Linked DNA regions of Mus musculus: region 1 is linked to region 2. Evidence: chromatin contacts called from public HiChIP or PLAC-seq data. All regions are on one chromosome and are shown on one strand. The core of a region is the stretch at or near the end of the contact, and the rest is flanking DNA. Distances in the headings are between cores, read along the strand shown.

What was found. HiChIP or PLAC-seq counts read pairs in DNA pulled down with a chosen protein or histone mark.
Region 1: a contact with region 2 is called in an H3K27ac HiChIP or PLAC-seq map of embryonic stem cells, with 5 read pairs. The contact joins the promoter of Tm4sf19 here to the enhancer-like site in region 2. A contact is called at or near these places in 2 of 484 Hi-C or Micro-C datasets (cortical neurons and nephron progenitors), 3 of 115 datasets of contacts at active chromatin or transcription factors (the 230-238 cell line and embryonic stem cells) and 3 of 9 other capture datasets (adipose tissue, liver and pancreatic islet).

Annotation. Positions count from the first base shown.
Region 1 is chr16:32,398,369-32,401,765 of GRCm38.p6, reverse strand. It overlaps Tm4sf19 (transmembrane 4 L six family member 19), which reads right to left and starts at 1,260. Exons shown (of 5, transcript NM_001160402.1): 1 at 838-1,260.
Region 2 is chr16:32,311,193-32,314,720 of GRCm38.p6, reverse strand. No RefSeq gene overlaps it. Among named protein-coding and RNA genes, the nearest start is that of Ubxn7, 19 kb to the left of the region's middle. Within about 2 kb of position 1,675, at least 19 of the 459 cell types and tissues checked have an H3K27ac peak or open chromatin away from gene starts, as enhancers often do. A contact at or near this core is called in embryonic stem cells, where this site is marked.

The DNA.
Region 1 (3,397 bases), core at 11-2,510, 87 kb before region 2:
TTTGCCTTTCACTTCCTCTCTGAGACTGTTCCCTTAGAAACCACAACGCCCCGAGACAGCCTTCCAAACATGTGAGTCAGATTAGCAAAGAGCCCATTTTCTCGTGAGTAGAGGCAGCCGAGATCAGAAGGTCAAGTTTGGTTTGGTTTGGTTTTTGAGACGGGGTCTCTTGTAGCAGAAGCTGGCCTTGAATTTCTGATTTTTCTGCCTCCACCTCCCAAGTGATAAGACCGAAGGTATGTACCATTATTCCCCCAAAGGTCAAATCTTAAAACTAGGCTGTAGAGGAGGCCCTCCCTAGAACCTGAGGTGCAGGCCGTGTGAACCAATCATCAGCCACTGTCTGGGCCCAGGAGCACTTGCCTGGGAGGAAGAGCACAATTTCTGTGTCCGGTTTCCCCACTCCCATCTCTCCCTGCATCCTTTAGTAGATGTTAAGCCAGACAACTGCACTAGAACCTAGGGAGAAAACGGTGAAAATCAAAACAAAGCAGTCCCTTCCCTCGAGGACTATAGAGCTAGGGGAACAGAGAAAAAGGAGGAGAATAAAGGGCAGAAGCTCTCTCACAGGACTGCTTGACCCTTGCCTGAAACAACAAGGGCTCCTGGAAGGAGTGCTGTCATGGCAAAACTTAACTATTAAGGAGGCACTGGATGGGAAAGGTATTCTAGGCAGGTACAGAGGCCTGAAGTTCACCAAGACAAGTTCACTGAGAGACAGCCTCAAGTCCCAGTGGTTAAGCAGCAGAGCTGGTATCGCAAGACTGGCAGTCTAAACGGCTAAGCCCTGCTGGTCTAGGATATATCATTTTAGAGGACCCTCTCATCTCTTCTTACCTGTTTGTGATGGCAAGAATCAGGATAGGAGAACAAGAAAGTGGAGGAGACACTCTTCAAAATGGACCTTGGCCCCTCGGGCAGCCCCAGCCGGCTAGGCTTGCAGGGTCGGGAAGGTCCTGCATATGTAGCGGTTGCCTGGGTATTCATGTGAACTCGAGTGGGCGTGGGTGTCCACAGCTGCCCACGGGCCTCCACTGAAAAATCATTCTGTCCCAGGCGAAGCCTGTGCTCGTGACCCACTCATTCTCTGCTCACTTTCATGTGATTCCAAGGAAGGACACATGGACTCACAAGCTCAACGGTCTTAGTGAGTCACTGATGCACCCAGGAGCAGTCCCTCAGCCTCCTCTGCCACCAGCGCCCTTTCCACATCAGCTGCTCCATCCGGCTGTGTCATCCTTCCTTGTACCATCTGGGCTCTTCTGAGAGAGCACCCCTGAGCACCCACCCTTTCTTCCTTCTCACCCCACTTTCTCAGCCTCGTCGTCTTCCTTCTCCCTCGTGTTCAAGCACAGGGCATCCATCATCCTGGAGTGTCACAGTCGCACAAACACTGTGTGTCACACAGGGATGGCTCCAGACAGGCCTTTGGTAAGCTCCTATTCAAGGCCCCAGCCACTGGATGTAGAAGCTCCCTGCAATCCTAAAAAGACAGAAGTGGAAGCAGGAACCCGGTCTCAAAAGTAAGATAGAACAAAAGCAAAAACTAATAGCTTAAAATTCTGTGTCACATTAACAGCAAAAATGACAACTAATACCCGAGAATTTCTGTATCTTTATTTCAAGAAGCCAGATAAAACATTCCTCCTAATTAACTTCCTTCCTCATACTTAGCAGGGACAATTATAGAGACAGAATACACCATATGTGGTTCTTGGTTGTTGCAGCCAGTTTAAAAATTTATAAAAAGTAAGCCGGGCAGTGGTGGCGCACGCCTTTAATCCTAGCACTGGGGAGGCAGAGGCAGGTGGATTTCTGAGTTTGAGGCCAACCTGGTTCTACAGAGTGAGTTCCAGGACAGCCAGGGCTACACAGAGAAACCCTGTCTTAAAAAACCAAAAAGAGGGGGAAAAAAGAATTTATAGAAGATAGAATTAAGTTCACAAATTCTGGAAGTGGAGTGAGACACAAATTGCTTTAAAAATTATTCTTGTAATGTGTATAGGAATTTTATTTTATTTTTCATTGATTTTATTTTTAACATATATAAGAAATAAATGTAATAAACCAAATACATGGACAAAAAAAAATACAAGAATCATATGATCATTTCAATGGAAGAAAAAAGAAAACGTCTTTGATAAGATTCAACATGAATTCCTTTTTTGTTTGTTTGTTTTGTTTTGTTTTGTTTTTTTGTTTTTTAGTTTTTTTGAGACAGGGTTTTCTCTGTGTAGCCCTGGCTGTCCTGGAACTCACTCTATACCAGGCTGACCTCGAACTCAGAAATCTGCCTGCCTCTGCCTCCCAAGTGCTGGGATTAAAGGTGTGCGCCACCACACCCAGCTCTCAACATGCATTCTTAATAAAAGCCCTAGAACAAATAGGACTGTAGGAAACATGTTCTAACATAATAAAGGTTATAAATGACAAACACATGGTCAATATCATCCTAAATGAATAAATCCATTAATAAGCCCCATTAACATCAGGAATGAGAGAGGACTGCCCACTCTCCCTACTGCTCATCCATAACGTGATTGAAAGCAGTAAGGCAAGAGAAGGGATACAAATGGGAAAATATTAAGTCAAATTATTTTCAATTGAAGATTATATTATCTTATACCCAATGTTCCCAAAATTTGACTAGAAAAATTGTAGAAATTATCAATAATTTCAGCAAAGTGTTATGATACATAATTGACTTACAAAATTTACCAGTCTTAATACATGAGTAACAAGCCTGCTGGGAGAGAGGTCATGGACGTGCTCCTCTTCCCAGATTCTCAAATCAAATATTTAGAATATACATAACAAAAGAGGTAAAAAATCTCTTCAATGAAAACTTTAAATGTGTGAAGAAAGAGATTAAGAAACATTCTAGAATTTGAAGACCTCCCAAGCATATAGCTTGGTAGAATTAACATTGTGAAAAAAGACCTTCCTACCAAAACAATTTACTGATTTAATGAAATCACAATCAACATCCTCACCTCATTCTTCACATAAATAGAAAGAAAATCCTCAATTTGGTATGAAACAACAAAAGACCCAGATTAGTCCTAGATAAGTGTTTGTTTCTATGAATGCATTCTGCTCCTTTTAAGTGCTAACTGCATCTGTCTTTGACCCTAACTTTTATACATCTGCTTCTATTGAGTTGCATAGTATAGGAATTTTATGTGTGTACCTGGTACCAGCTGAGGCCAGGAGAGTGCTGGGTCCCCTGAAACTGGAGTTACAGATGGTTGTGAGTCATGTGGATGGACGCCATGAATCAAATCCAGGCCCTTTGCTCTTAATCATCTTCCCAGCCCCAACTACAGACATTTTAGCCATTCAAACGGTCTTACAGAATGTTTTCTGGGAACTTCAGTTCACACAGCTGGTCCTAGAG
Region 2 (3,528 bases), core at 426-2,925:
AGTTTGAGGCCAGCCTGGTCTACAAAGTGAGTTCCAGGATAGCCAGGGTATATACAGAGAAACCCTGTCTCAAAACACCACCCCCACCAAAAAAATGAGAGACCAAAAATGTCAAAATTAAGACCCTAAGTCTGAATTTACTGCGTATGCTAAAAATAGACATAATAATGATTATGATTGGACATAATCACTTGGCACAAAGCAAACTGGTGATAGGCAGTTTAATAAGAACTCAAGATATTAGGCTAGATAACATGGTCTCATCTGTTTGATTATGAAGCAGGAGTGAGTTACAGTCAGTCTCAGAATGGTTTTCCTGGCATGGATCACTGAAGGTGAGGACTTCCAAAGCAAGAAACTGTTAGGGACTGGTTTTCTGTCAGGTCCCAAAGAAATCTAGGACAAATGGCTGACTGTGGTATCTATTAGCACACCAAAGTGCATGCTCAGAACTCTAGGCTCCCTCAGGACCTGGCTCCTCCCAGAACTTCTCACCAGGACATGAAGGCCATGAGCTCTCTGGTTCTCTCTCTCTTGGTGTCCTCATCTCTCTTCTCTTCCTCTCTCTCCTTTCATGGACCGGTTCAGTCCATACGCCTGTGGCTGTACTTTCTGTCATACTTACAATAAAATCCTCCTCCACCCCACCTTGGAGGTCGTGTGCTCATTTTCATTCAGCTTTCAGAGGTGTATTCTATAAAGCCAGATGTCATTGATTGATTAGCTAGGTTTATAGCCTGTCCTCGTGTTACTTGTTACCATGGATATAGACTGAAAAATCAATCTTTTCCTGAGAACATGGGGAGTCTTACTCTCCTGGGGAAATTTTTTTTGTAACTCACTACAGAGAAAAAGTCAATTTTCCCAGTATGTAAAGACTTCTCTGGAAATTGAGAACTAAAAGATGAACATCCCAACAGAAAGGACTCAAAGAGAAAAATAAATATAAATAGTCCAGAATGTTGAAAGGAAAACCAGTTTCATGCTGGAGGGTGGGGCTCAGTGGTGCTTAGCATGCATAAAGACCTGGCCTCATCCCCAGCACTGACACAAAAGCATCTCAGCCCCTTTGTGGTTTTAAAATTAATTAGGTGACTTTGTGTGAGTGTCCCGAGTGGACGTGCGTGGGTGTGGAGGTCAGAGGACAGCTTTGAGGAGGCTCACTCTCCTTCCCTCTCGTGGGTCCCAGAGATCAAATTCAGGTCATCAGGTGTAGCAGCGAGTGCCTTTACCCACTGAGACATCTCAAAAACTCTCCACCTCTGAAGAGTTTAAAGATTTTGTAATAAATCCTTTATTTAATAACCATGTGCAAGGTCCTACAGAAAAGCACAAACCACAGCCATGCAGCTAAGGCGCAATATCAAAGGACAGTTAATGCACAAAATCACCACAGTTGTTTTGTTTTATTTTGGTTTCTTGGTCTGTTGGCTTTTTGAAACGTTTGTTTCTGTATAACCCTGACTGCCCTGGAACTCACTTTGTAGGATCAGAGTGGCCTTGAACTCACAGAAATTAGCCGGCCTCCGGCCTCCCAGGTGCTGGGATTAAAGGCATATGCCAATGTCCAGCTCAGGCACCAAAAAAATTTAAAATATTTACGCCCAGGAGGTCTGTCATTTACAAAGAACCACGGCAACTGAGGAATGCTGAGAACAGAGAGTCTCCCCCAGGGAAGAGCATACCAACTGGTTATCCAATACCAAATGGTTTGCCCTGAGAACACACACAAGTAACACTAGATAGATAGGCTCAGCAGCTTGTGTGTACTGATATGTGTTATTAATCCTGCCAGGTGAGAATAAGACTATCACAATTTTGAGCCAAATTTAAAGCAAGCTTTAATTTAAAACTAGCCAGTGTGATGGACTCTGGCCAGGTCCATTCCTGGGTTTCCAGAAAATGGCCACTAGTCACATTTTGTGGAGGTTCAAAAAAGAACACCCAGAAGGCCACAGTATTTCCCATCAGGTCCAGAAAAAGCATATATCCTAACATACTTCCAGCCTAGGTATGTCCTGCCTGCATCTGAAAAGGTCGGCATAGGAACTTTGGAAAGGTCATGAAACACTCACCCCTCCGGAAGGGAGAGGCTAATTAGCATTTCTCTGACTCCAGGGCAGGAACTGACCAACGGGTAGGGACTGACCTGCGGGTAGAGACACATTCCACAGACTGACCTTGCTCACCTCAGACAAGGGAAGTCCTTGCCACCTCATTCCCCTAAAGACCAATCAGTTTAAAGGGTGCACTGTTCTGCCAATCATATTGTGCCTAGTTGCTGATGCTCTATTCTGCCCCTGGAAACCATATAAAAAATGGCCGAATGGGTGCTGGTGGTCACTGCCTCTCCTTTGGGTCTGGGATGACCCCAGTGCACTGGAACAATAAATTCCTCTTGCTTTTTGCATAGGTCCTGGCTCCACGTGGCTCACTCAGGGGTCCCCTGTAAGCTAAGGCTCCTCGGAGTCTTACACGTACCTCTAATTACTTGTACCTCTCACATACATGGGATTAAACACATCAGGAGCAATTGTTTAAGGAACAAAAAACACGTGGCTTGTTATCTCCCACAAATAATAGCCTGCAGCATTTAACTTTGGCTCTCAGTGTGTGTGTGTGTGTGTGTGAGTGTGTGTGTGTGTGTGTGTGTGTGTGTGTGTGTGTGTGTGTGTGTGTATAACAACAATGAAAAAAGAGGCCATGAATTTGAAAGAAAACAAGCAGGGGTCTATGGGATGATTTATATAGGGCTGAAAGGGAAGGAGCAAATGATGTAATTACATGTAATTTTAATCTCAAAAATAACTAAAAACATTTTCTTTTGTTGGTTTTTTTTTTTTTTTTCCCAAGACAGGGTTTCTCTGTATAGCTATGGCTGTCCTGGAACTCACTTTGTAGACCAGGCTGGCCTCGAACTCAGAAATCCACCTGCCTCTGCCTCGCGAGTGCTGGGATTAAAGGCGTGGGCCATCACGCCCGGCTCCGACTAAAAACATTTTTATTTGATGTGTATAGGTGTTTTGCCTGTGCTTATGTCCATGCATGCATTGTGCCCACAGAGTCCAGAAAACAGACAGATGTGAGCTGGCAGGTTGGTGCTGGGAATCCAACCCTGATGCTCCAGCTGCGCAGGCTGTGCCCCTTACTGCCGAGTCATCTCCATAGCCAGGCCATTGAACTTTAAATGTTTTATAAAAATGTACAGAGCAGGACACGGTGCTGCGCGGCTTTAATCCCAGCACTTGGAAGCAGAAGGAGGTGGAACTCTTGAGTTTTTAGCCCTGCTTGGTCTACATAGGGAGTTCCAGGCCATCTAGAATTCCACGGGGAGACCCTGTCTTAAAACAACAAACAAAACAGGAAGTACTGCTACGGGGGCCAGCGAGTAAAGGCTCTGGCTAAGAAAGTCTGATGGCCTGAGTTTGCTTGTGTTGGATCCCTAGGACCCACATAAAGACAGGAAGAGAGAACTCACCCCACAGAGTTGTCCTCTGACCTTTACTCGACATGCTTGCCATAGCGCGA